2 separate regions of the Xenopus tropicalis genome follow, and region 2 is linked to region 1. The links are chromatin contacts, called in public Hi-C maps. All regions are on one chromosome and are shown on one strand. The core of a region is the stretch at or near the end of the contact, and the rest is flanking DNA. Distances in the headings are between cores, read along the strand shown. Region 1 holds the start of pts (6-pyruvoyl tetrahydrobiopterin synthase). Region 2 holds the start of LOC100487884 (PRKC apoptosis WT1 regulator protein).

Evidence for each region. Hi-C and Micro-C count contacts between places; a contact is called where the count stands out from the background.
Region 2: a contact with region 1 is called in a Hi-C map of tailbud embryo, with 3 times the contacts expected there. The contact joins the promoter of LOC100487884 here to the promoter of pts in region 1. A contact is called at or near these places in 2 of 5 Hi-C or Micro-C datasets (neurula embryo and tailbud embryo).

What each region holds. Positions count from the first base shown.
Region 1 is chr4:23,969,072-23,971,771 of UCB_Xtro_10.0, reverse strand. pts (6-pyruvoyl tetrahydrobiopterin synthase) reads right to left here and starts at 1,295. Exons shown (of 6, transcript XM_002937651.4): 1 at 1,120-1,295. The coding sequence starts at 1,277.
Region 2 is chr4:24,113,374-24,116,073 of UCB_Xtro_10.0, reverse strand. It overlaps LOC100487884 (PRKC apoptosis WT1 regulator protein), which reads right to left and starts at 1,397. Exons shown (of 7, transcript XM_031900557.1): 1 at 1,070-1,397.

The DNA.
Region 1 (2,700 bases), core at 46-2,545:
GTTGTATTACAGTTTCCAGCATCTCTAGTCATAAAGAAGATGTTGTCCTTCAGAACAGGCCACAAATGCCCTGAAATGTTCAGGTAGTTTGGCTGATTCAGGCCATTCTGCCCAACCACCTGGGCATGTATGGCGGCTGTTCAGACTGATACTCCTGTGATTGGCTGGTATAGTAGAGATTATTACTCCTGTCGGCTGAAAGGAAGTGAAGAGCTGCATCACTATGGCTCCCCTTCACTTTCTGACATTCATATTGTTTGGGTAGTCGGCCCATGGGCCACCTTTAGGGTGACGGCAAATTGGAAATGTTGTTGCCTGTAGTAAATCTCCTCTAGCACGTGCAAGAAAAAACATACAGATATACCACCGTATTGAAGTCAACCTCCTCCTGTAAAAACATCTGAATCACATAATAGCGGCAAAATGTAGGAGAAGGCAATTTGGTATGAGTACATGATTCCAATGTTTAACCAATAGAGATTTAGATCGACTTTAATAGCTGGGATGGTATTGGAGCTGGGATGTTTTTAAAATGCGTGAATGCCCTCAGAATGTCACTTGTGAACCAATTATACCAAAATGTCATCCATGATCCATCCACCCAACTGCTGTAGGGTTTTTTATTTTTTTGTTACTAAGCAACACAACTAAAGGGGTAATCTCATTAGCTAATAAATGGCTGTTGTAGCTGAAAGGGCTAAACTCTACAGGAGATTTTGCTCATAATTTGTGGGTCAGATTTTATCTGATCTTGTCGTACGACACCATTCAACAGACCATACAAAATCTCATCTCCATAGGCTGTAATGTAAAGTCGGATCAGATAAAATTGGATGGTGGGTTTTATTCATGCATCTACATCTGGCAGTCAATGTATTTCAATGAGAACAAAAAGTCTGGCAGACACCATCAGATTTTATCTCAGTGGATGCAGACGCAGCCGGCAGCATTTCCATCTGACAGGTGCATCGCGTCTGATCGCAAATCTTTCATGCGGTTTACACATAAGATTTCTGTTTCAGTCCTTTTATATTTTGACCCGTGCCACTATATCCGACGTGTAAAATGCGTTTTGTCAATCACCCTACAAAATCAGGGGAATTTAGCCCTTACTCTTACCTGTGAAGACGATGACTTGCACTGAAAGACAAACCGCGTGAAATCTGGATGATGCGAGGCACTGGATGAGATGTAATTAAGTCACAGTTCTGCATATTGAGAATATTAGCGGCAGCCAAACCACTACCCTCTGTGTCTGTGCTACACACACTGCTCATCTGCTCTTTGATCAGCAGCCCCCGAGGGCAGGCTTAGAAAGTAGGATTCTGATTGGCTGGGACATCGGCTTCCTTATTGACACAAGCAGGCTCCAAGCTCGGCTTACTGGTGTCATGTGATACTCCTATGGAAATTCTAAGCCTTTTTTCTCCCTTTATGCTTGTAGTACGATTACAATAATATGGATTGGGCAAGTTAACTCACTGCATTCTGTGGCTGGTGTAATACATGCTGGCAGATACGTTCTCTGGAAAATAGAAAGTATGTATTAGTGTTTACAGATGCTACAAAATTATGTAGCCCAATAAATTCCATCCAGGATGTGGCATCCTTGCAGCAGGATCTTGACAAACTGGCAATTTGGCCAGCTAAGTGTCAGATTAAACATACATAAATGTAATGTAAATGGATGAAAAATATGACCAACAGTTATACCCTTAATAGGACTATATTTCCAATATATATTCTTTAAAAACATTTAACATTTCTTTTAATGTTCAGTGGGTTTAACGTTATTTGTAATTGCAAATGCAAATTATTATTTTTCTGTTTATATTCTCTGTACTTTTTGCTCTAATAAGGTTCAGTCCAACCAGTGCTCCGCTGCTGCACCACCAAGGTTTGGGGGAAAAAATAAACAGTTTGGTTGCCCATGGTCCCCTGGCCTCTCCATTTCTGTGCCTATGGGTGTTCCATAGACATTTTTACCACAGGCTAAAGTCAGACAAGGCTTTTTTTTCCCCTCCGATGTAATTTTACCGAGAATGGAGAGTCACCCACAACTATTGGCACTTTATAGTGGCAACATAAAATGCAGTCTTTGGAATCAAGTCTAGAGCCCCAGCACTGGAAGATACAAGCTTTAGTCTCTGTGGCATCATGTAATAATATTCTCTGCCATCTTGTTTAGTTTTGAAGGGTTATAGAGCAAGAAATATAGTTACATAGAGTTGAAAAAAAGACCATCAAGTCCATCAAGTAAACCCAGCACACACAACCTATACCTGCCAGTCTTTACTATCACATACATAAACTATATATACAACCACTAACACTAACTGTAGATATAAGTATCATAATAGCCTTGGATACTATGCTTGTTCAAAAACTCATCCAGGCCCCTCTTATAGGCATTAACAGAATCTTCCATTACCACATCATTGCCCTCACTGTGAAAAACCACCTATGCTGCTTCAAATGGAAGCTCTGTTCCTCTAATCTAAAGGGGGGGCCTCTGGTGCGCTGATCGCTTTTATGGGAAAACACCCCCATCTGCCTATAATCCTCTCTAATGTACTTGTACAGAGTAATCATGTCCCCTCGCAAGCGCCTCTTTTCCAGAGAAAACAACCCCAACCCTGACAGTCTCACCTCATAGCTTAAATCTTCCATCCCCTTTACCAGTTTAGTTGCAGTCTCTGC
Region 2 (2,700 bases), core at 148-2,647, 140 kb before region 1:
AAATTTACAAATAACTTTAAAACCAGTGTCAGATTGTAATTACATATCTGCATGTTGCTAAAAATTGTATTTCTATAATGCAAAAAGCATTTTGGGTGGGGATCCCATTTAATAAAAGAGGCAAGCAGCCACCTGCTGTTAGAAAGTAAATATCTTATTGGTTGCTGTGGGACAGTAGAACTGAACCATATTTTGCTCCTGTTTTGGCATTGCCCTATTTGCTTTACAGGGGTACAGTTGGAATAGCTAAGATAGCTAAGACAGGAATGGCTGCAGAGATACAGGTATAGGGAGTGGAGTATCTGTAGAGACACATAGTGCTTCTTACATACAGATACAGTGATTGTATAGTTCTACTATCAGTCATGGCACTGCCACACTCGGAGCAATGACAGGTGACCCGCCACACTGCTCCATGTCGTCCAGTAGGGTGCCTATCATTCAATAGCATTAGGAGCAGTGACAGATGGGCTGTGACAATTTGATCTCCACTGATCATACATCTAGTGCAGAGCAGGGTGCACTCAATTTAGGAGCCCCCCCCCCCCACCAACCACTCCAGAACACTGGCTAATGCAGGCAGCACTGTTTCCATGGGGGGAGATTTGTTTCTACAACAGTGGCGGGAGGCATCCTGCCCCCCCTACTCATCCCATAACTTGCACGTCATTCAGACATGCCATTTAGGATGCAGGCCATAATGAAGCCTTCTATTAACTACCTTCCCTGTGGGAGGTGATACAGACAGGCAGTGGTGTAACTTTGTGGGCCCCCTCTAAATTTTTCTAATGGTCAGCCTCAATTTCGCATGCATTGCTGGCCCATGACAACCCCCTTGTGGGCCCCCTGTATATAGAAAACATAGCACTTTTGCACCCCTTAGTGTTCTTGCATCTGGGGTCCCTGTAAATGCCCCTTTCTGTGTGCCATTATGGGATGAAAGCAGGCAGAACACATAGTGTAATAATGCACAGCTAAAGGACTGGTAAAGATTCGAGCAGGCAGAGAGGCAGCTATAGTGGCGGAGAGGTGAGTTTAGGGGTGCAGGTAGCAGACGCCATATACTTACATGTAAGGTAGTACAGGCAGGGAGCGGTACAAGCGTGCAGAGTGGGTGACTGATGGTGCAGCAGCTACAGGCAGAAGTTTGGTGCCACAATCTAGATACTAACAGAGTTGGTGCAGAGAGGTTGGTGACACAGAACAGATAAAATAGGTTCAGTGATGGGGCCATGACCCCCACATCTGATACCTCCTTGATGGATAAAGGATCCCTCAGCTTCCGCCTGTAGAGTGGAAACTCCCCGGGGGGGGGGGGGAGGAGTGAGACCCCCTGCCCGCAGCTGTGTAGATGGTACAGTGCTTCCCAAAGAAGCTGAAACCTCTGATCTTGACAGGAGGAGCCTGTCAGGTCCTCTGCCCCCCTCCTTTGCACCCTAGAGTCCTTATATAGGAACGTGCCTCAGACTTGGCATACATTGCATCCAAATGCACTGAATCATTTCCTCTAGTACAAATGGGAGATTGCTCTGTGGGAAGGCTGGTTAATTTTAGATCAGATTGTTTTGCCGCCCCCCCATCCCGTTATAAAAAATAAAAAAACTCATTGCGGTTACCAGAAGCCACCAAGTGCATGGAGGGTGAAAAAGAGAGGAAACAAAGATTCCGACATGCCAAATGGAATCTCAAAAGCTGATAGGGAGGCTTATTTATAACACTTGGCAAGTCGACATCAGTGCAGAATTCACAGCAGCCAATCAGAAATTAACTTTCATCCATGAAGCGTGGATAGAATGAGGAAAATAAACCTGATTGGTTTGCATGTCAGTAAATAATATGGACTGGGTTTTGCAGCTAAAGGTCCCCATACACGGGGTGATTGTAGCTGCAGATATGGGTCCCTTAGACCTTATCAGACCGTGTAGGGGCACAAACGATGGGTCTGCCGACCAACATCTGGCCTGAAATCAACCAGATCTCGATCAGGCAGGTTAAAAAATTTAGTCGGATCGGGGACTGTGCCTATTACCGGCGCTCTAATTTGACTGTTTGGCCCCAGTGCCAAATGACCGAATTAGCCTAAATTCACCCGATATCGCCCACCCGTAGGTAGAGCGGATTTTAACGTGTATGGCCACCTTAAGACATTCAGCAGATATCAGTTGGGCAGGTTTGATTTTCCCATCAGGAACATCGGTGGCCAATATGATCCAATCATGGGCCTAAGAGCCAAAGGATCGGATCATCCCTGTATTGTTCAGCTCAAGGTGAGCATGTTGGGGAAAGATCTGCTCATTTGGTAACCTCTCCAAACGATCGATAGGTATATGGCCAGCTTAAATTACTGATGCCCACTGAGCAATAGAATCGAGCAGAGAAGCTGCAAGAGATGCTTTCTGCATCAGTAGCCATCTGTCCATTACTGAACAGTAGTAGGCACTCTTGTTATGCCTTTAGGATATTAGCAGTGTCAAACTATGACTATTATTAGAGAAAAAAGAAAATAAACAATATTCATGTATTGCAAAGTTCTGCAATTTTAAATGATATTCTGCAAGTGAGTACGTGTCCCATTTACAGCAAAGCCAGATTGTGTCAGTGTGACTACAGGCTTTTTATACATTAGAATATGTTAAACAGACAACAATAATGGGAGTTGGAGACAACGGCAATGGAGTACAGAATGGTGTCAGTTTCCGC